Linked DNA regions of Mus musculus: all the other regions are linked to region 1. A link is a contact called in public Micro-C and promoter capture Hi-C data. All regions are on one chromosome and are shown on one strand. Each heading gives the region's core, a stretch centred on a gene start, on an enhancer-like site or on the middle of the called end of the contact. The rest is flanking DNA. Distances are from core to core; before and after follow the strand shown. Region 1 holds the start of Ehbp1 (EH domain binding protein 1). Region 2 holds the start of Xpo1 (exportin 1). Region 3 holds the start of Ugp2 (UDP-glucose pyrophosphorylase 2). Region 4 holds the start of Fam161a (family with sequence similarity 161, member A). Region 5 holds the start of Commd1 (COMM domain containing 1). Region 6 overlaps Wdpcp (WD repeat containing planar cell polarity effector).

Region 1 (3,643 bases), core at 676-3,175:
AGTAAGAGAAAACCCTAAATTTACTTTCCTCAAATGGAAAGAAAGAGGCAAATGACAGACCATTGCCACTAATTGCTTCCTTAAATCCTGCCAAGAAATGTATCCCATTAGGCAATTAAAAGAAAAGACAGTTGCCTGACTAAGCACTTCACAAGAGAATCTCTAAGGTTGTGTGCACTGGCATTCCATTATTCAAATACTGAAAAATACTCTAAGTAAAATGAAAAAAAAACAACAAAATAAAACCGCCATTCTATATGATATAAATTTCTATATTGAGACATATGTGATGTTAAGATAACCATTCTCTGTTTAAAATTATAAAAATAAAGTTATTCTAACACCAATGATAAATGACCATAAGACCAAAACTACTATACTTAGGTGTGTTCTCAGTTGTAGTCCTCTGAGACGATCTGAAATGGAGTGATTAAAATCCACAGAGACAGTACCAGCAACAACAGTGCACACACAGTACTTGTTAGAGTATCTGCACCGTCCACAGCTTCTACACACTTGTGTACCACTGCAAGGTAAACTGGCTACCAAAAGACCCACAGTCCAAGCTACAGGATGGTTAGGCAACAAGACATTAATCTACCCCTAAGCACGTCTTACCATTTCTTTGTACATTCAACCATCAGCTCCTGGTAGGAGGCCACAAACTGGAACTTGGATGCATGTTTTCCCACACGCTGCAGTCGCTTCCAAACTGAAGCCATGGTGATAGGCCAAGAGACTGGAACAGTTCTGGATTAGCAACACAGCAGCTTTGATAAAGCACACGAGCCTTGCATGTATGTCAGTACTTTCAACAAAAACTAGAACTTGAAATGATGCTTGGCGTCCATAAGTCTTCTCCCTGTCTCACAGGGTAAATCCTATCTTAGATCAATGGCCCAGTCAAGAACAGCTGATGTACAGGACAGGATGACTGAGAGGAGGTTCCCTCATGGAGACATCATCATTCCACTTCAGGGACTATATGACGTGGGTTCTGGAGAACTGAAAAGCAAAACACAGACAGAAAGAGAAAGAATATGAGGACAGACGCATGAGAAGTGTTAGATAAGACCGAAACAACCTCTGCTATCTGCGTGGTTTTCAAACAATGAAACAAAACCCCGGCCTCAAAAGCCAGTAACATCAAGGATGGAAGATACTAAGGAAGAAATGACAAATCACACCGAAGACAGGCGGCAATACACCAGGTTGTCAGAACCAACAATTGAGAGATGCCAGTCGGGCCCTGCCTTCCCTACCTAGCATAGCAGAAGGAAGAACAGGGCGGGAAAGTCAGGATGCTGTTTGATATATCTACCACCAGTTAGGAGTTATTTTTTAAATAAACTTTATTTTTCAGCTGATAATGAATAGCCTCGAGCTACTGAATATGTACTTAGCACAACCAGGGTGCAGGGAGAAATGCTGGTTCTGTAGGAGAGGGAAATGGATGGAGAACTAGCAGTGGAGGGAAATCTCACGGCAGAGAGAGGGCAAGGTCCCAGCTCCAGGCCACTTTGCTTCCCCTTCACCTTGGCTGCCAGGAGGAGGGGAATGGAAACTCCTGCCTGGGCTTGAAGCGATGACCAGCCAGGCCAATGGACAGTGCGAGGTGCGGTGCCTCCCTCCCCCATCAGGGGCAGCCGGCCTGAGCCTCGCCTCCTCACGCACCGAGTGCAGACCCCTGTCTCTCCGCAGAGACAGGCGTTGCCAGCTGCGGTCCCTGTCACCCAAGCCTTGCTGTTAGACCCCAGCCTCGGTCCCCGAACCCCGGCCCCTCCGCTCGTCCACTCCAAGCCCTCCTCACACCTCTAATCCCGCTGTCCCCTCCTTAGAGCCGCTCCTCGGTCGCCGCCGCCTCAGAAGCAGCTACCGCCACCGAGTCCTCCATCCCTGCTGGAGCCGCGTGGAACAGCGAAGCCCGGCGCGGTGCTCGTTTGCGGGAGCCGGGGTCTGCAGCTTCCCGGGCGGACGACGCCCGCCCCCTCCCGGAGCAGCGCCCCCTCCCCGGCAGAGCGCCCAGCGACCGTCCCCCTCCGGCCCGCCCGCCCGAGCGAGCCCTGCCAGAGCCGCGGTTCAGCGCCCAGATCCCCCTCCCCCGCCTCCCTCGGCCGCCACCACCATCATTACCTCCCCCGCCGCACCTCTCACACTAACCCTACCCACGGCGGCTCAACCTCCGTCCGCCTCGCCGCCATTGGCCGAGTCTGCGGGAGCCCCGCCTCCTCGGCGGGCGGGCCTTAGGACGAGCGAGGCACTCCATTGGTAGATCTTCATGCCGGTCATAGGGGATCCACCCCCCCAGTTTTTTTTTTTCCCTTAGGTGGAACCCGCCCGGTCTACCCTCTTCTTCTTTAAAAAAAAAAAAGTGTAAATCACGAAGGACGATCCCGCCCATTCCCTGGAATGGTTGAGGGCAGCGGGAGGCGGGAGGACTAAGAATGTTTATAGTGAACTGGAAAGCCATTGCAGAAGGTGGCTGTCCGTCAAAGGCGCCGTGGCTGCTGGGCAGGGTTTCTGGCTCCTGGTGTATGAACTGAGCAGAGTCTGATTCCAGCGGCTGCCAGAGACACTGAGGTGCTGTGGTTTCTCTCCTATTCTCTCCCATCCCCACCCACGAACTGGCTGCTCCTCTCCTGCGCCACTAGCAGCCAGCGGTTTTGCACACACAGCCTTTATTTCACTCAGTTCTTTCCGAGTTTTTCCCTGACCTTGCCAGGAGCCTGCCCCAGGTTCAAGGAGGGCTAAACTGGACATAAATGTTTACAGTACAGTCTCTTCTTGTCCTCATTCTCAGCATTTCTTTGAATCTTGCATTCTCGTGTTCCTTTGCGGTCTCATTATCCTCTGGTATGAGCTGTGGGTGGATTAGGGAGTGGTTGACTATGTGGAAAGGGTGGTTAAAGGCAAGGGAGAGGACGAAATAACTTAATAGTTTGAGAGCAATGTTGTTTACGTCTATTAAGAGGCAGCTGACATGGCCTGAAACTGTATTTCCAGAGGTTAGCATGGTTTTCCTGCTTCAACATCCAGGTTACTGAGATCGCTGAGATGTTAGGTGTACACCCTTGACATCACAAGTATATAGCACAAGATCCCTTTTGAGGCTGTGAAAGCTATAGACTTCTCAAGGGGCAGAAAATATCCATCCTATCCAAAAAACAAAAATTTGCTTTCAGCCTTAGATGTTTCACAGACATCTAAGGTGTAGAGAAAGAATGAAGAATAAAATTACAACTTTTCGGGACTAAACAGTAAAGTCAAATTAAGGAAGCTAGGGATGTACCTAAGAAAGGGGGTATGAGAGAAAGGGGGAGTCAGAAGAGGGCAGGGAAAGGAAGGGGAAGGGGAGAGAGGGGAGCCGAGAGTCAAAAAAGCAAAACTCAGCAATTCCTCCACAAGGAATGAGCAAAGAGTTTGGAAAGAAGATGGAAGCAAGCATGAAAAAGGCAAAATGCAAATTGTTTTCGGACTAATTCCTAATCTTATTAAAGTTGGAGGCAAATTTGTTAAACTGACTTTAAAGTTGTTGGTGTTCTGGGGAGGATTCTTTGTAGGAGGGGAAGGAGGAGGGTGTGAGATCAGCGTATAGGAAGCAAGAATCAGATGGAATACACCCAGGAGAGTCAGAAAGACAGTC
Region 2 (3,643 bases), core at 624-3,123, 970 kb after region 1:
TGCCAAGCAGCCCCTGACCCAAACAAACAAACAAAATAAATTCCTCACGAGATTATAAAGAATTAAATAGAACATTGCACATAAGGTCTTCCATACCCATTGAATTCAGGTATTCGACTTAGTTTATTTACATTTCCATATCTCTATCCTTGGGGGTAGGATTGTTTTTAACTGTTGAAGGTAATGAAAATGTATAAGCAGTGTCAGATCTGTGTTCCGAATATTTGTTTTTGTGTATAGGGATAGCATCTTCTGCCTCCAGCTGACACTGAATTTATTCTGTAGCTGAGGATGGCCTTGCATTCCTATTCTTCCTGTCACTTCTTCCCAAGTGCTGGGAGTTCAGGCCTGTGCAATATGCCAGGTCAACTGTGTTGACTTAATAAATGTTGTGGCACAACAGACCAGTCGATTTTGGTGGACTGCTGGCTGTTTTTCCCCCAGATAGGGTTCTCTTTGTAGTTCTGGCTGTCCTGGAGCTTGCTCTGTAGTCCAGGCTTGTTTGAATTCAAGAGATCTGCCTGCCTCTGCCTCTGTCACCACCACCCAACTGCTGGTTGTTTTAAGCAACCCTAATCAGCAAAACTGACCTGGCACTTGGGAGCCATGGGTTAACCTAGGGGCGTGGCATAATAAGGGCACGCACCAAGTTAAAAGAAGTTGGCACAAAATCTGTCTATACGCATTGTTAAGTTAGCAACAGGATTTTCAATGTGTTAGGACTAATTTTTAGAAATAACTTCTTGTTGAAGCAGTCTGGGGAGAGTTAATTTTTTGTTGTTGTTTTTTTTCGAGACAGGGTTTCTCTGTGTAGCCCTGGCTGTCCTCGAGCTCACTCTGTAGACCAGGCTGGCCTCGAACTCAGAAATCCCTGTCTCTGCCTTCCAAGTGCTGGGATTAAGGGCATGCGCCACCTCTGCCCGGTAGAGAGTTAAATTTTTAAGGAGGCTCGTCCAATAACTAACTAGACAACCGTTTCCAGGCGCCCAAACTGCACGCCCGTTTATGCCAACCTCGGCCCGTGCTATTCACGTTCCCATGCGGTGCCCAAACCCAGGCCTCTACAACGGATCCAAGGCCCAGGGCCTACCATCCGGCACCTATGTGTTCTTTTCGGTCCTTCGCGGCCGTCTATTTCCATGTAGAAACAGGGTGTGCCCTCCCTTTTCCGAGCACAGACCCCATCCTAAGGGCGGATGCTGGGGCCCCAGGACGAGGCCCCTGAGGTTGGCGGGAGCTCGAGGGGGCGGGCCGCCAGGGAACGGGGAGGGGGGGAAAGCAGAAAGACGAGCAACGCGCGCGGCGCTCAAACCCGCGCTGCCTTCTGCTCACGGGCGAACCCCACCCTCTCCGTCACCAAAGGCGCCCAGCCAATGGGCGAGCCGGAAAGGCCGGGCTTACAAGCGAGGGACCGAGAGGGGGAGCCACTCGAGGGGAAAGGGATGTAGAAGGCGGGCTGCACTTGACTGACAGCTCACTCAAGCCAATCCTCTGTGAGGCTTCTCCGCTCTCCTCTTTGCTGGGCTCTGTTCGACGTCCCACCTTCTCTTCCTCCACCCCCCCCTCACTCCTTTGCGTCCCGCCCCGCCTCCCCTCCCCCACTCTGCGGGCAAATCACTGCTGGAAAGAGGCGGGGGCCTAAGCGGCAGGCTCGTGTGGAGCCTTGAGGTGGGATTGACGGGCGCTCCGACCAATAAGAGGTAGGCTGATGGCGCGGCTGTGGCCGGGGCCGACCAATGGGCGCGCGGCCTGGGGGCGGAGGCCCAGGTTCCAAACGCTCCGCGGCGCCATGGGCTGAAAACTCAACCGAGATGGAATCTCCCAGTCTGAACCGGTTTCAACCGGTTCCGAGTTTGAGGCACTAGGAGGAGGGGGAGAAGCGGCTGCAGCGGCCGCGGCAGGAGCAGCGGGAGCTTCAGCATCAGCAAGAGCAACAGTAGCTACAGCCCCGGCGGCCGTGCCTGTTCCAGCCTTTGCTGCAGCAGTCGTGCAACCATCCCGAGGGGGAGGGGGGAGGCACCAGTCGCTGAGGAGCACGCGAAGGGGGGAAAGTTTAGGCTAGCTCGGGTGGGGGGGCCCGGCGCCGGAGCGGCGTGAGCGAGGGAGCCCTGTGTGGTAGGGGGAGCCGGACTGCAACTGGCGGCAGAGCGGCCCCGGCCGTACGGACTCGCGCTGCTGCTCCCGCCGCCGCCTGTGGCTGGAGGGTCCTGGGCTCTGTCTCACGGACTGGCCCGCTCCCCTCCCCCTTCCTTCCCTCCCCAGCCGGGCGGGAGCATTTATTTCTCGGATTAATTCCCCTTTTTGGTGGGGCGCGTGTGTGTGCGTGCGCGCGTGTGTGTGCGTGAGTGTGTGTTGGGTGGAGTTGTCCCTAGAATAGTAAATACTGAGCTTTTTTTTTTTTTTTTGCCCTTCTCTGCTTTTTAATTTCTTTTTTGTTTAAGGTGGGAAAACTGTGAAACCCACCTTGATTTCCTCCCCTCTCCCTCCTCCCCACCTTCCCTCGCCCCAAGCCCGGACAAGGAAGGAAGAAGCAGTTGGTTGAATTTCTGGGTAAGTCGGTCGTGTGCTCGGGGCCGAGGGTCGGGCGGCGGCGGCGCGGCGGGCATGAGGCGAGGCGGGCGGCGGGCGCGGGGCCCTCGGCGGAGCCTGAGATTGAATGGAAGCGCTTCTGTCGCTCGGTGATGGAGGTGGGGAGGCGGCCGCGGGAGGGGAGCGCTTGCTGGGTCATCTTCGTGTGCGGGTGGCGGTGGAGGAAGGCGAGGAGCGTGGTAGTGAGGCTGAGCCCCTGCGCGTGGGTGGAAGGGCTTCCCCAGTCCAAAGGGCTGGGGAGAGTCGGGGGTGATTTCGGGAACGTCTCTGTAAATTATTAGGAGTGGAAGTTTCCAGAAATATTTAGTGCAGCAGCATTGAAACGTCCGCCTGCATCACGTGGCCCCCTCGGTGGAGAGCTTGGGATGGGGGAGGGAGGGGCTACCGAGTCCCTTCTTATGTGAAGAAACTCGAAAGCCTTGTGGGTGATTTTTGTTGTTGTTGGTTTTGTGAGTGTGTGTATAACAAGAAGTAGGAAAGAGGAGTTAATTTCTTTTTTTCGGGGGCCTGCAGTTGGGGTTCCGTGTTGTAGGTTGTTTTCGCCCGGGGCATATATGTCTTGGTGAAACCGTGTACTGCTGGCCGTGGACAGTGAATGATGCCCTCCCTGCTCCTCCTTCTGGTTTCTTGAGTTTGCGGTGTAGGAGAGGAAGTGGTGGTAGAGGATGCACTGAATACTCGCCGAGGCGGGACCTCGGATCACTCAGAGGACATGCTGCATAGAGAATAGGGCGGTGAACTTAGGCGCCGGGTCTAAATGCCTCCTCCGAGTATGGGCGGGGTGAGTGCGTGCTCCTGTGAGCTATAGTTAGAAGTGCTGAGAGTCGTTCGGGTGGGAAGCCAGGGGAGGGCGGTCCCTTCCTAGTGAGGCGTGTGTTTCTTACTGAATGAAGCAGGCGATTGCCCACACACGGAGTAGCAGTCTTTTGTAGCATCTTGTTTTTTGACTCATTGTGAACTTACCTTTTTAGATGGCTACTGGTGGGTAGTGTTTTGCTGCTTGCAGTGCCATTGAAGGTATATGGACAATCACTTGTAGAGTCACAGCATTGTT
Region 3 (3,643 bases), core at 342-2,841, 920 kb before region 1:
AAACTGTAGAAGTACTTTAAAATAATGGGCTTTTAAAAAGTGGGTAGCAATGTCCACAGCCACCTGTGTCTTCTCGATTTAGAAACCTCTAGCTTCATGTCAACTGTAACACCAACTTCAAACATAATGGCAAAATGACATTTCTGAGCTTAGTGCTGAAGGCAGACAGGCATAACGGTCCCATCTGTTTCCATAATAATGAAGGCAGATTCCTTTAATCTAATATGAAAAACTTAAGAGTTAGTAAAGTGGGGCATAAGCCTGTATGGCATTTTCATTTCCAGGGTCAAATGATGGACATCCCTAGCATAACTTTAAAAGGAAAGGGGAAAGGTGCATGGACAGTCACTGAGGATCACGTGAAGCGGTTGCAAACTTTACTGCATGTATTAAGCAAGATGGCTGAAGCTTTCACACACTGGGGTCTGGAAGGAAAGGCTTCTTATAGGCAAACTCTATACAGTTTTGTGACAGAAGTTTAAGGCAGCACCCAATTGCAATACTACAGCTTGGTTGAGGGGTATTTGCTAAATGCATTATTTACACATATACAGATTTGAATGGTAATTTTCAAATTTAAAGAAAGCATAATCTTTCTATATTAAAAAAGAAAAAGCTAAGAGCACTGCAGCAAAGTCATTTCTCTGACTGGTATGACCTCCAGTGTCTACAAACTACTGATTTCGCAATAAATTACTCTGAGACTCAATCCACGTACACACAGAAAAGAAGTGGAGAGCTTCCTACTAGTCTTGACAAACGCATCTGCCTGTCCCTAGCCCTCTGGGTTTCCTTGTCCCACAAAGATAACTAACTTATCATCGAGTGCAAGAAGGGAACAAGAATTAATCAGCAGTCAAAAATCCTGTTTTGATTTTTACAATTACTATCCACGATGTCAGAATACTATTAAAACTGATTTTAGAAGGTAGAAATAACCCCTGCAGGGCGCAGAGGCATACAAACACGTATATGAAATGCCAACCCAATAAGTGGCGCAAAGCAGCTTAAATACCAATTTAACCAAAAAGGTCTGGCAAACGGTATCACAAATGAACACTTCCAGTTACAAACTACCCACTTACTTAGAGACTACCAATATTCAAAATCGGACGAAGCAGCCAAGAGACAGAAAGCAAAATGTCTTACCTTGTACAAATCTCGACATTTTAGGATCTTATTAAAATAATCTGGCTTATAATTTTCAATTTCTAGAATCTACGTTGTAAGGAAGGTCTCTCTCCCTTCCCTGCAACCGAAGTGTTCTTTCTCCTCCGATGTTTAACTACTTAAAGAAGAATTCGGGGGGAAAAAAAATCAAAACTAGTCTTTAAAAAGAAAAATCCTGAAGACGGAAAACTTGGTGGGACCGACTCAGCTTGGGAGGGAACTCCAGGCTACTCAGCGATCCCGACACCAACAGGGGACGACTGGAGACTCCGGAAAAGGTAAAACCAGACGAACTTAAATTTCATCAATGGAGAGGCGGACCTAGAGCCGCTTCACCGCCCTCCGGTCTCCACGCCCTCTAGGGCAGGACTGCCGCAGGCCCCCGGCCGCACCCCGAGGCCCCTCGCCGGCGGCCGTCCAGCGGCGAGCTGCTGGCGCCCCGTGTAGATCGGGAGGCGGGGAGGCCGGCGAAGGGGCAACGCAACCTTTTCTCCAGCCCATAAATAGCCGGGACTCGGAGATGCTGCGAATTCCGCACTCGGGCAGACAGCTGCCCGCGGCCTCCACTGGCCGCCCTCCCCTACGCAGCCGCTCCACACCAGGGCCCGGCTCGCCCCCTCCCTGCCCCCCGGGCCTGGCCGCCCAGACCCCCCGGGAGGCCTGGCCCTCCCTGACACGCCCTCGCCCGCCCGCCCGCCCGCCCCCTACTCTTCCACGCCCCACTGTCGGCCCCCGGCCACGCCTTTCGGAGCAGGACCCCACAAGGAGGTCGCTCGGAGCCCGGCCCGCCCCTTAAGCGACACCCACCTTCCTATTCCCTCGAGGGCTGAGAAGTTGGGGGCCTGGAATCAGGTCTCGCACGCTGCACGAGCGTGGCCGAGGCGACCTCCCCTCCGCTCCCGTCACACGCAAACACCTGGAGCCTGGCGCCAGCGTGCGCAGCCCCTGACCCTCCAGCCCGCCGCCTCCGGACACCGGAGCCCCCACTTTCGCCACACACCTCCCCTCCCCCTCCTTCCCCCCTCCCAATGCGGAAATGTCCCTACTGCTCAGAGCGACAGGCACAGCCGCCAGTCCGGAGCCGAAGTTTGCCTAAGGACCTGGCCAATGAGACACGCGGAGGTGGCAGGGGGCGGGGCGTTCGAGGCCCGAGGGAGGCGGGCGCAGAAGCGAAGGCGGGAATCCCACGCGTGGGAGCTGCACAGGCAGCAGCACGGTGCCAAGCACGTCTGTCTCTGCTTGCTGTTTGCAGATGCCACGAGCGTGTGAGAAAACCGAAGCGTGTGCTTGTGTTTGCACTCCACCAGAATTTGCCCGTTGAGGAAACCTTGAACTCCCCTTCCTCAGGGACACCAGGCTCTTCTCAAGAGGACCCAAAGGCTCTGCCACCAATTAGGGTTTGAGGAGGGTTAAGGCAACCTTTTCAGAATCAAGTAAAGGGATGGGATGTGTGTGGCTCACCAACAGGAGGAGGGCCTGGGGGCGTCGAAGGGAATGCCAAATAAAGGCTCTCCAGAAAGAGCCATCACTATTCGCCTTGCCTCGAATCCCACTCCTGGGCACGTTTGTGCTGGAATTGGGCGTTTACTTTTCTAGCCAAAGTGAAAATGACTTATTATCCTTAAGATGCTGATGATAGATCTTGAAGTCTCCAAAAGAAAGATGAAGTTAAAAGCCAGAACGTTGGCACCCGTCTGGGGACTCCCTGAGGTGTGCCCAATCACAGCTAGTCTTGCCAACCATTTAAGCCTGTAAGACTGCCTGTCTTCTTTAACATTCTCGCGTTACCCTACTTGGTTTGTCAGTTCTGTAACCAAGCACTTCCAGAAGGGTTTGAAATGTACAACATTATTCAGCCAAGGTAAATGAGAATTTCTAAATTATTCTCTAGAAAAGAGAGAGCTTTCATTATTCAGTCCTTTGGGTTCATATGGAAATGTTATTAAACAACACAGGAAAAGATAGTGTTCATGTTGCTTATGTAGAATCCAAAAACCTTAGGCATCCAAATATCTCAGCTAAGAAAATAACTTTCTCCAAATGAAAAAAATTTCTAAAATAACAAATGACGTCAGTTTAATAACGACACTTGCTCTGGAGTTTTTGCTTAGACTCTACATCCTCTCTGAACAGTAGAGAAATTGTTCCAGCAGTGAATGAACTATATTTATCAGTCAGTGTAAGCACTAAAACAGAACCAAAGACCTGGGGCTCCTCATGTAAGTCAGCCTGCAAAAACTTACGTGCAACAAGGAATCTTTAACTTTCCCAGGCTTATTATATAATAGAATGGCCAGTTATTTTTGACTTCCACAGAAGATTAACAAGGGGAGAAACGATCTTTAAATCTAGCAAAAACATTTGGTAGTTCCTAAGAATTGGCATCTTGATTTATGATTGAGTAACTACTGACACAAAGGACACAAAGAATGTTGGGCATTCACTACTTTAAAACAAGTCCCCAGAAAGTAAA
Region 4 (3,643 bases), core at 368-2,867, 720 kb after region 1:
ACACTCAAGTATATACTCAAGTATCAACTGGTATATACGTTTGTTCGTTTTCTCTGTGTATCTGTCCTGTGATTCCATGGGCATTCATTTTTGTCAGAATTCATAATTATTCATTTCACTATCTTGTATATTACAATTTTTTTGTTGTTTTTCAAGACAGCCCTGGCTGTCTTGGAACTCACTCTGTAGACCTCCAAGTCAGAAATCCGCTGGCCTCGGCCTCTGCCTCCCAAGTGCTAAGATTAAAGGCATACGCCACCACTGGCTGGCCTGCAAAAGCACTTTAATGGTGCCATTTTCTTTCAGATCTACCTTTTTTTTAAAAGCTGTGTTAATAGATATCTGCAAATTTAGAATACTGTCAGCCGAAACTTTCCTATTCTATGTACACACTGATGTCCTTCATATCCATTATTTACTATTTCATGTTCCTAAAACCATCCCACTTACAGGGCTTCAGTCTGTCAATAGGTCTTGTTTACACCAAGTCCCATCACAGAACTAGTTGCATGTGGCTGGCAGAAAGTCACTATTCTCTCATTCAGATGGCTATGGATCCCTCCCCACATCTAGCTTTTCAGAACCAACCAGTATCCATCATCAGTTCCGTTGGAAAAGGCAAGCTCAACCGTTTTGAAACAGGAGGCAGGGAAGGTAAGGTGATAGGTGCTTCGCAGAGGGGAACAAGGAAGGGGTGGTAACAACTGCGTCAGAAACAGGTTCTGTGGAAGGTGTGCCGCATAACGTGGAAAGTACTGGAACCTTAGGGTGGGGACAGGGGCGCTAGCTGGGGTTCTAAGTAAAGTGTTATGCTGCAGGTGGCTGAGAGTTCACTGAAAAAGCATCCAAAGTGGCCAAAAACCTGAGGCCGATCAGGAGGTTGGCAGGGCTGAGCTGGGAGGGTGTGGTCCTTGTAGGCTCTCGCCCCCTCTAATCTGCCGCTAAGCTAGCTGCAGAACCGCTAGACAAGCTACCACATCTCACTCACTGGTCTGAGTGACAGACACTTCCTATGTCTAGTGTCTTACTGGTCAGTCGAGAAAAAAGAGGGTGGGACAAATAAGTATTCTCCTTCTGATTGGTCAACCCGCTGGTTCTTGTCAATTAGAGATGAACTGGGTTCTCCGCCATGTTGAATAGCGCGCTGCAAAGCCTGTTCTTTTCTTGGGATGGTCACCCAACACCCGGTCCTTCCTGTCCCTCTGTGCCCTAATATGTTGATCCAGCTAGTTAAAACGCGCTTTCTGCTTTAAGTCCGTATACCGCGAGAAGTTCTCGTTTAGGTAGTTAGACAGAAATAAAGCTAGAAACCAGAGAAAAGCTCAGTCCCTTGCCGGAGACCTGGGTGTCATTCAAGTGAATCAGTAATTGTTCCGGCGCTGGTGAGACTCCCATTGAGCAATTAGCTTGAAGATTGCGTTTTACTTTAGCTTGCTGTGGTAGTCGTTTGTGTAGCTTCAGACAGTTATGCTTCTAGAAACCGCAGGCTTGTATCAGAAACCATCATTAGACACTAGCTGGACTCGGGGTTCGCATTTGTGACAGTGAAAAAGGACGTTGCGTGCGTTATGGTCCGTCGCCACCTCCTGTAGCGTCCCTAGTAACCGAGCCCCTAGTAACCGCTCGCCCCAAGCCAGGATCTGTGAGCTAGGTGGCAGCGCCTGCACGCCGCCCTGGGCGGGCGCGGGCGCTTGGGCTTGGAGGCGGGGCGATGGCTTCGCCGCACCAGGAGGCCAGACTGGCGGCAGCCAGCCTTCTCCTGTCTGCAAATCCCATCACCGGAGCAAGGGTCGCCCAGTACGAAAGCGAAGACTCCTTAGAGTCCTTGGTAGCAGCGGGGTTGGCGGCGGCCATGGAGGAGGAGGAACAGAAGAAAGTGTGGCAGATGCGGGCGTCGGTAATGTGAGAGCCCGGAGGGGTCTGAGGGCTGTCCGATCGTCTCGGGCAGGACGGGTGGAAATGCGGTGTCCTCTGTAGACCCTCCCTGCTCTCTGCCCCAACTAAAGGTTGCTGCAAAACTTTATTGGAGAGTGGTTTTTTTATAGCTATTTCTAGAGTATGCAAAGAACAGAACTCTACTTCCTATTTATTCTCCAGTATATCTTGGGAATAAATAATTTTTTAGTTCTGATTTTTACATTTATTTTTGCCCCCCCCCCCCCCGAAGACAACTGATGTGCCCATAGTTTTCATAAAAGATCAACTTTCAGATGATAAGTTGTACTGACAAGTGTGTTTTATCAGTTTTTGTTAGGAGTGGATTTTAGCAGTCCATTAGCAAACCGTGTTTGAAGTTCAGTGGACAGATGCTCCAGATGTAGAGAAGCATCCAGATAAACAAACCGCCGAAATCCCAGTTCCCTAAAGGGATGATATGGGTGCAGTGAGATCTTTTCACAAAACATTTTCAGTATTATGTCCTGGATGTGTTATATGTTTCTAGCAGAAGGATATATATGGAGGAGGAGATTATACACACACACACATAATCTCTACCTCTGGAAAAGCAACCAGTACTTATAACCACTAAGCCATCTCTCCAGCAATGCTTTTATTCTTTAAAAATTTCATACAGTATATTTTGAATGTAACCACCCCCTCTCCTTCATCTGTTCTATTCATTTTGTGTGTTTGTTTTTAGATTTATGTGTATGAATGTGTGCCTTGGGAGTTACTGAGAGTTGTGAGCTACCATATGGATGCTGGGAATCAAGCCCAGGTCCCCTGCAAGAGCAGCAAGTGCTCTTAACAGTTAAAACATCTTAGCATCCTTTTAAATTTTTGTTTGTTTTCTGAGACATAGCCTGGCTGTTCTGGAACTCACTCTGTGTAGTCCAGGCTGGCCTCAAACACACAGAGCTCTGCCTACCTCTGCTTCCTGAGTTTAAAGGTGTGTAATAAAAACGCCCAGCTTTTATTCACTTTAAAAGCCGGGAACCTTGGACTTAAACCAGCACTCTGCTGGGATAAAGCACCAGGACGGGCACTCGCTCCCTCGACACCCTGTTCCTTAGCAGTGCTGGGGTGGGCCGAAGGGTTTGTGCTTGCTAGGCAAGTGGTGTACCAACAGCTACATCCTCGGCTTTTTTGTTTTATTTTAGACAGTGACTCCTTTGGTCCAGGATTGCCTCAAATTTGCTATTTGTGGCTAAGGATGACCTTAAACTCCTGATCCTCCTGCCTCCACCTTCCAAGTAATGGGATTAAGCGTATGGGGCCCCAGGCCTGGCCTGTAGCAAATGTTTCAAGGTTATGTAGAGTGAAGCAGAGCCTAACCAGCTATGAGGTTCAGAACCCTAGGACTGGTTTATACCTGATAATCATTCAACACAGCCTGTCATAGGTTACAGAAGGTGAAATGCCAGGGAAGGCAAGAGCTTGGACCCGGGTCAGAAGCCGTTTTCTTCTATGTGCTGGGTGATCTTAGGCCGTGATTTCTGTTTCTTTGTCTATAAAAGGACTATAATTGTCTCCGTTTTCCACCTTATTCAGTTGTTATTAAGAACCAAAGGAGAGAATGGGTGTCATTTCTAGAGTAATTTACATAAATTAGTAGTAATTGTAACAACTGCCAGCTTGAACAATTCACTTGGAAATTGATTTATACTTTGGCTTACTACGGCAGAAAGGTCTGTCCTTTGTA
Region 5 (3,643 bases), core at 631-3,130, 700 kb after region 1:
ATAAGTGCACTGTATGAGTAGCTGAGGCCATGAAGACCAGAAGGTGCTAGATCTAGAACTGGAGTGACAGACTAGAGTAAGCTGCCACATGGCTTGTAATCAGAATTAATACAGTGGTCATTAGCCACATATGGCCACTTTAACCATTTCGAATGTGGCTAGTTGCAACTAAAATGTTTTAAATGTAAAATGCACATCATATTTTAAAGACTTTGTGAAGGAGCTGGAGAGATGGCTCAGCAGTTAAGTGTACTGGCCATTCTTTCAGAGAATTCAGATTCAATTCCCAGCATCCCCATGACAGATCACCACTGTCTGTAACGCCAGCATCAGAAGTTCCAACACATTCAGAGATACACATGCAGGCAAAACTTCAATACACAGAAAATAAAGACTTTGTGAAAACAATACATTGAATAGTAATTACATAAATGATAGATACCTTGAATACACTTTAGTTATAACAGCTTACCCAAGGGGAAAAAAAAAAAAAAGTCACAGGAACCAGCTGCCAGCTGGGCAGATAGCTCAATTAGGGCCTGGTTCTGATTCTCCAGCACCCATGAAAAGGCTGGGCATGGTCCCCTATTTCTGTAACCCAAGCTCTGGGAGAGCAAATACAAGCAGATCTCTTGAGTTCTTGGCTGCTCTAGCCAGTCAGTGAGACTGGATTCCAGGTACAGTGAGAGAGAGACTCTGTCTGGAAAGATAGGTAGAGAGTGATAGTGCAAGGTATCCCCCCACACGCCACCCCCCACACAGAGTGAGATAGTGCAAGGTACCCCACCCCATGCCACCCACACACACAGAGGTCACAGCAGGAGATGGTGGTAGCTGCTTGAAATTCTAACACTTGGGAAGTGGAAGGTGGATCAACTACACGTGAGTTCAAGGCTAGTCTGGGCTACAAGAGATCCTATCTCAAACCCCAGGTGGAATGGGGGACTGGAGAGACTGCTTAGAAGAGCCCTAATAATGCTCTTGAGGAAGACCCGGGTTTCCAGCACCCATGTGGTGGCCTATAACCGTTCCAACCACCAGTGCACATGCAGGCACCGCACCCATACACATAAAATAAAAATAAATCTTTTTAGTTAATTTCACCTGTTATGTTGCCCTCTAATAGTTTTCATGAGACAGTCTGATGTATACTTCGTTCCATTTGGAAATCATAGAGTCGACTGCTTTAATGGTGTTTACTCCAGTTAATCAATCCTTTATCTCACCAACCACCTCATGCTAACGCTCCCCAACTTCCACAACCCAGGAAAGCTGGCAAGCACGCTCTCGCTCTCTTTAAACAAGGGTCTCACCACATTGCCCTGACTGCCCTGGAACTCTGTGCAACAGGCTGGCCTCGAACTCACACAACTCTCTGCCAGCCTCTGCCTCTCCAAGTGCACAGATTAAAGGAGTGCACTACAACGCCCGGTGCAACATCAAAGTCCGAGGCGAAAAAAACTCGAAACTTATCTATACTACAGACACAGAAAGTCTTGAGGGAGAGAAAAAAAAATCAATGTTTTCACCGTTATGTGTCCCTAAAACAAGGGCGCAACAGAGCGACCTCCACGGCTCAGGAGGGTCGCTGAGCGCCCAAAGACAGCAGCACCCGAGGCTGGGGGCGGGCCTGAGGCTGCGAGGAGGGCAGGGCTGCTCGGCGGAACCACCGTACCTTGAGAAGTCCTCTCATCTTCGCCAGGAAGGGGCGGAACTCCTCCGGTGGCACTTCCGGATAGAGTTGGCTGTGCAGCAGCTCCTCCGTGACACCCGAGTGTCCGTGAAAGGCGTTCTGCGCTAGGCCGCTCAGCAGCCCGCTCAGGGACTTGCCACCCTCCAGATCGCCCGCCATGGCTAAGGAGGGCCTGCCGCCCAGCGGCTGAGCTCCGGTCCGCTACGGGGGCCGAGAAGGGCCATAAAAGCTGGCAAAGGCAGCCACGGAACGCGATGCCGGGTTCCTCCACTAGTCGATATAAACAGTTCTCTCGTTTGCTCTGCCACACACATCCACTACTTCCACCACAGCCAAATCCACTCAGTTTCCTTTAGAGTCACTGTGTTTTTGTTGTTTCCTTCTTCACTCCGATGTGCAAATGCGCACTCAAAGGAACGATCGCTGGCTGGAGATACCTAACTGTAACTCCGTAAGAATGCCACCTTAATTCTTCGATGGCTGTATCTCATTCTACAGCTTGCAATTAAATGAGCAGTGCCTACTACTCAGTTCTAAGCTCTATAATCTTTTCCCCACGCCCCCCAAATGTAGCTACTTCATGAGGACATGATCTCTTTGCTTGCATTAATTCCTTTGTGTATACCCGTACGTTGTCTTTCTAGCCATTATCAGTAGTCTGGTCTCCATTTCTATAACCACTATTTTTCAAAGCCTTATTTTCATTCTTAAAGTGGAATCGCATTAGTAAATACTTATCTACATAATTACCCAAAAAAAAACCCTTACTTATATTCAGCTATAATAAGCGTGTAGCATGATACTATAATATAGGTGAACCTTTAAAATGTGCTAAATGAGGGCTGGACAGATTCAATGGTTAAGAATGTATACTATTCCTGTAGCGGACCAAAGTTCAGTTTCCAGCACTCGCTTTAGGCGACTTACAACCTCCTGTAACTCCAACCTCAGAAATTGAAAGCTTCCACCAGCAATGTACTCATGTGCACAGACAGGCCTACATAATTAAAAAGAAAAAAAGAAAAAAAATGCGTGAAACGAATGAAGCCAGACATGAAAGACAACTGGACAATCTTATTTACTGCTAAATTAAGCAAATCCATACAAAAATCCAGTTGTCAAGGACTGAAGGAGGGAAGAATAGGAAATGACATAATGGGTACAAAGTCTGTTTTCAGATGATGAAAATGCCTATGAGCAGCCACTGGTGATAACTACACGGCTTTGTCCTTTACCAAAGCACAGTGAATTGTATACACTAAAAGACAGTTTTGCAATATGTAAATTAGCTCCCAATTGGAAAAATTAGTATAAGCTAATTGTAATTTAAAATAAAAACCCGGGCATAGTGGCACACACCTTTAATCCCTGCACTCAGGAGGCAGAGGCAGGCAGTTTTCTGAGTTCGAGGCCAGCCTGGTCTACAAGGTGAGTTCCAGGACAGCCAGGGCTATACAGAGAAACCCTGTCTCAAAAAGACCAAAATAAATAAATAAAAATAGCATACTGGGTTTTAATCCCTGAACTTGGGAGGCAGAGGCATTCTCTGAGTGTGAGGCCAGCCTGGATTACACAGAGAAACCTTGTCTTGAAAAACCAAAAAAAAAAAAAAAAAAAATTAAAATAAAGGAAAATGGTATAATAGACTATGAACTGCAGTGTGTTTAAGCACAGCTATGTCACTGGTGAGGAGGCATGCAAGGCAGCCAAATGCCTCCATCTTTTTTTAAGGAGATGTGTTTGGAACTGTGGCTCCATAAAAGATGTGGATTTGAGGTTTGGGGAGAGGTTGTTCTGTATAGCTAGCTGCATCAGCAAGTCAGGCTCTGTCTCTGGAGTCCTGTTTATGCCCTCCAAACATCACGTGTCCTCCATGTGTCTCACCTAGAGCACAGCTCTTGCCTCAGCACACACACCCAATCAGCTCACAAACTATAGTACACCACTAAA
Region 6 (3,643 bases), core at 831-3,330, 650 kb before region 1:
TGCATCATTGCAGAATGTCACAATTTCTTGTATGACTCAGTTTATTAAAATAGTTAAAGTTAACAAAGTTAGCAAAGCCACGGTGGCTAAACATACTGCTTAAGTCAGTCTCTGTTAATTTGAATAGACCTCTGTTAGGAGAGGCTCTATAGGCTTTGCCAGAATGTTTAGGTCTTGCTGCACACAAGATATGAATATCCCAGTTTATGGTGTTTAGTATTTGGTGCTCAGAACTGTGGCCCTAACTCTTTAGCTCTTTATTTATTTTTTTAGATTATATATTAATTTTCATAAACTTAAAATGTCTCACATCCTTATAAATTTAAATATTTTAAAAGCTGTTCCTTTAAAAAAATCTAGTTTAAAGTTTCTGTAAAAATTCAAATTTTCCTCTTAAAAATGTTTAAAATCTCTCAATAGTGGGTGGGCATCAAAAATATTAAAAAATAAATTAAGTACTGTCTCTTACTTTAGGAGGGAAGAAACAGGGCACAACCATTGTGGGAACTAAAAGGGATCAGTGGAAGAGGGGTGAAGGGAGGATAGCCTGCATCCAGACAGAGCTCCTGTGCTCTGGGCAGGTGGATGTGCGACGGCTGCTGGACGTTTTCTACTCAGCCCCGGGTGGGCATCTGAGCCACTGACCCCACTTGATGGGGGGTGGACAAGGGGCAGTCCCCGAAACCAAGGGGCCCCAGGGCGACACCCTGTAGCCTCAGGGTTACAGGAGAGAGGGCTTAAGGGAGAGAGGTTCCCACACAGGTGAGAACAGCGGGCCTTGATGAACAGAGACAGTCTATGATTTTAGAGCTTTATTATAGAAAGGCAGGGGGGAAGAGAAAAGGTAAAAGAGGGAGAGACCAGCCATGGCCAAGAGGAAGGGAGGGGGAGAGAGAAAGAGAGAAGAAAGGCTAGAGAGTAAGAGGAAGAGAGAGGAGAAAGGTGAGGAGAGAAGAGAGGAGAGTAAGGGGAGTAAGAACAAGAGAGTAAGAGAGAGCAAGAGATTGTACAATCAATGAATTGCTCCATGTGTAGTACAATTTGAGGGTAGTAACATCAGTTTTGAACAGCAATTATTTAATCTAGATAGACATTACGTTTTCCTCACTATCGTGTAACTTTCCCCAAGTTCATCAGCTACTTGGCTTTGGCAAGAGAGTTCATCTGTAGCTGGAAGGTCCCAAGACTGTATGTCTCGGGAGTCTTCAGTCAGATGAGGTTTTTGGAGGAAGGCAGCTTTGTTGTCTGTAGGTCTCAGGAGATGGCGCTGGCTCAGGTGGATCTGTGGCAGTAGGTAGTATGTGGAGACAGACCTGTAGAGTAATTGTAACAACGGAGCAAAACACCAGTAGAGTATGTCTGCATAGGGTGGATAGCAAAAGTTATGCCTGCAATGGTTTGCTTAGAAGCACATCATGGTCCGTTTTGGATGGCTGAGGAAGAAAATATCATGTTAATTGTGTATCTGGGGTAGGCAGATAACAGTTTGTCTTTAAAAGGAAACTGGTTGGTAAGGATTGGATGAGTTTTGAACCTTAAAGGAAATTTTAAATATGTTGAAAAAAATTTTGGACATATATCATGAATACTAGAGAGAAAATAAGCACTTAAATAAAGAAGCAAGAAATTTTGGGTTGAAAAGCACGATTCAGGTGTTCCTGTAGGGGGAGCACAGCTTCTGGTGCAGTTTTCACAGGCTTAGCTGGATGGAGGGGGGAGTTGGGAGTGGGGTACGTTGTACCCTGCAGTTAACTTCCCCCTTTGTTTTTTTCTAGGAAAGCAGAAGGTGAAAGTTTAACATATAGGGTTAAGTGAGAGGCTTTTTAGCTAAGGTGGCTGTCTGGCCCGGTGGCACATTACCTCCACCCGCCCACGTAGCGCTTCTGCAGGCAGCCATGTTTGCTGGCCCACCACCTCATTTGCTGGCCCACCCGCCAACCTTTCTTTGTCTCCTGTGCTCCTGTCAGGGCCTGGGTCCATTGGTCGCTCACATGCAGGACTATGGCAGGGAGGGAGGGACAGAGCTCAGGGCACCACTGCCATTTGAGGAGGCAGAGAGTTTAGAGCAGGTGCTGCCTCTGTGCTGCTGGGCAGAGTCATTAGCATATTCACCGATCAAAGGCAAGGGGCTGCAGAGCCTGAGAGAGAGAGAGACAGGGAGATCTGGGAGGAAGCTGGCCAGGAACACTGGGGGGGTGGGGGGGGGTGGGGGGGTGGGGGGGGGTGGGGGGGTGGGGGGGGAGAGAGAGAGAGAGAGAGAGAGGCCTAGCTTTGAACTAGATCACTCATGGTCTTGGGAAACTTGGAGATCTCATGTAGGTCTCTGTGTTCTTTAGCTGGTTCTGTCTCGCATGGATGGTGTAACCATTATCTGCTACCATCTGTGGGAACTAAAAATTTGTTACAATAAAAGTGAAAATTTAATGTAACAGGACAAATAATTGTCAACAAAAATGAACAATAAAGAATTCTGTTCTATTCCTATTTTATTTATGTTTGAATTGGGAACCAATGTTAGCGTTCACTAAATACTCATCTATGCCTATTCAAATGCTATGATTTGCTATATAATAAAGTATATTTGTGGAAAAAATATATCCTGATTACACATTCTCCTTCCTCTTCTCCTCCCACTGCCCCCATCCTCTACCCCCCCCCCCCCAATCTGGTCTCCTTCCTTTCGGTCTCTCATTAGAAAACAAACAGGCTTCTATAGGATGAGATAAACCAAAGAGGAGGAAAAGAGACCAAGAGAAGGCACAAAAAAATGACTTATTCATATGCCCAGGAATCCCATAACAACATTAAACTGGAAGCCATAAAATCTGTTCAGAGGACCTAGTAAGTGCCGAGCCATGCAGTCCTTGTGCATGATGCTCCAGTCTCTGTGAGTTCATATGAGTTTTGGTCATGTTGATTCAGAGGGCCTTTATTCTTGGTGTCCTCCATCCCCTCTGGTTTTCTTTCTGTCTCCCTTTCTGCAGTGTTATCTGAGCTCCAAGGAGGGATTTGATAGAGATATCTCATTTAGGGTTGAGTGTTCTAAGGTCTTCAGCAATGATATCTTCTGTCTGTCTGTCTGTCTGTCTGTCTGTCTGTCTATTTAATCTGAGCTTCTACTGTACTAGGTTCCCATACTATTCCTCAAATGCCCCATAATTTTAGCTATCTATCTCTGTACTCTCCCTTTACCCTATCTCTTGATCCCTTCCAGTGCCCCCACTTAATAACTATTCTATTTCCCTTTCCTGACAGTATTTGCCTCAGTTTGTGTTTTATTTATATATTTCCACTTTGAATTCTTGGGGTGTTTTATTTATTTCTTCCACTGTTTGTATTTTTATAGAGGGTTTCCCTCTTAATTGATTGTTTATTGTCATTTTCATGTGAGTTTGGATATATATCAAAGTATCTGCATGCCCTCTCCCTATCTTCATTTGGATATGTTGCCAAGTCACTTAGAGCTAGTTTTTCTACCAAAGGAAACCAAGCATATGACATTTCTTTAATTCTGATTTACCATTAGCAGTAAGGTATTGTTGAGTTAATAGCAAGTTCTGGTTAAAACCTTCACTATAATAAACATACACATTATTGTAAGATATGTACATTTTTAAAAAACTGTCAAATGTAAACAGTAGTC

What was found. A called contact is a pair of places that touch in the nucleus more often than the background predicts. Capture Hi-C pulls out chosen DNA fragments and counts their contacts.
Region 2: a promoter capture Hi-C map of adipose tissue shows a contact between it and region 1, with 3 times the contacts expected there. The contact joins the promoter of Xpo1 here to the promoter of Ehbp1 in region 1. A contact is called at or near these places in 8 of 484 Hi-C or Micro-C datasets (the Ba/F3 cell line, CD4 T cells, cerebral cortex and 4 more), 4 of 115 datasets of contacts at active chromatin or transcription factors (SST interneurons, cardiomyocytes, embryonic forebrain and 1 more) and 2 of 9 other capture datasets (adipose tissue and liver).
Region 3: a contact with region 1 is called in a Micro-C map of embryonic stem cells, with 8 times the contacts expected there. The contact joins the promoter of Ugp2 here to the promoter of Ehbp1 in region 1. A contact is called at or near these places in 2 of 39 promoter capture datasets (embryonic stem cells and hippocampal neurons), 1 of 484 Hi-C or Micro-C datasets (embryonic stem cells) and 1 of 115 datasets of contacts at active chromatin or transcription factors (bone marrow-derived macrophages).
Region 4: a promoter capture Hi-C map of adipose tissue shows a contact between it and region 1, with 5 times the contacts expected there. The contact joins the promoter of Fam161a here to the promoter of Ehbp1 in region 1. A contact is called at or near these places in 3 of 39 promoter capture datasets (the 3T3-L1 cell line, liver and pre-B cells), 2 of 484 Hi-C or Micro-C datasets (CD4 T cells and embryonic fibroblasts), 3 of 115 datasets of contacts at active chromatin or transcription factors (embryonic forebrain, extraembryonic endoderm stem cells and large pre-B cells) and 3 of 9 other capture datasets (adipose tissue, liver and macrophages).
Region 5: a promoter capture Hi-C map of liver shows a contact between it and region 1. The contact joins the promoter of Commd1 here to the promoter of Ehbp1 in region 1. A contact is called at or near these places in 16 of 39 promoter capture datasets (the 3T3-L1 cell line, 3T3-L1-derived adipocytes, the C10 cell line and 11 more), 23 of 484 Hi-C or Micro-C datasets (B cells, CD4 T cells, CD8 T cells and 14 more), 17 of 115 datasets of contacts at active chromatin or transcription factors (SST interneurons, VIP interneurons, astrocytes and 12 more) and 4 of 9 other capture datasets (adipose tissue, embryonic stem cells, liver and 1 more).
Region 6: a Micro-C map of embryonic stem cells shows a contact between it and region 1, with 4 times the contacts expected there. The contact joins the enhancer-like site here to the promoter of Ehbp1 in region 1. A contact is called at or near these places in 1 of 39 promoter capture datasets (embryonic stem cells), 1 of 484 Hi-C or Micro-C datasets (embryonic stem cells) and 2 of 115 datasets of contacts at active chromatin or transcription factors (astrocytes and forebrain).

The regions. Positions count from the first base shown.
Region 1 is chr11:22,284,870-22,288,512 of GRCm38.p6, forward strand. Ehbp1 (EH domain binding protein 1) reads right to left here and starts at 1,926. Exons shown (of 25, transcript NM_153078.4): 1 at 1,813-1,926; 2 at 619-1,005. The coding sequence starts at 722.
Region 2 is chr11:23,254,168-23,257,810 of GRCm38.p6, forward strand. Xpo1 (exportin 1) reads left to right here and starts at 1,874. Exons shown (of 26, transcript NM_001035226.1): 1 at 1,874-1,993; 2 at 2,477-2,550.
Region 3 is chr11:21,369,038-21,372,680 of GRCm38.p6, forward strand. It overlaps Ugp2 (UDP-glucose pyrophosphorylase 2), which reads right to left and starts at 1,592. Exons shown (of 10, transcript NM_139297.6): 1 at 1,150-1,592. The coding sequence starts at 1,168.
Region 4 is chr11:23,006,730-23,010,372 of GRCm38.p6, forward strand. Fam161a (family with sequence similarity 161, member A) reads left to right here and starts at 1,618. Exons shown (of 5, transcript NM_001363283.1): 1 at 1,618-1,897.
Region 5 is chr11:22,980,404-22,984,046 of GRCm38.p6, forward strand. It overlaps Commd1 (COMM domain containing 1), which reads right to left and starts at 1,881. Exons shown (of 3, transcript NM_144514.2): 1 at 1,676-1,881. The coding sequence starts at 1,852.
Region 6 is chr11:21,632,676-21,636,318 of GRCm38.p6, forward strand. The region is part of intron 1 of Wdpcp (WD repeat containing planar cell polarity effector); the gene reads left to right. Among named protein-coding and RNA genes, the nearest start is that of Wdpcp, 62 kb to the left of the region's middle. Within about 2 kb of position 2,081, at least 4 of the 459 cell types and tissues checked have an H3K27ac peak or open chromatin away from gene starts, as enhancers often do. A contact at or near this core is called in embryonic stem cells, where this site is marked.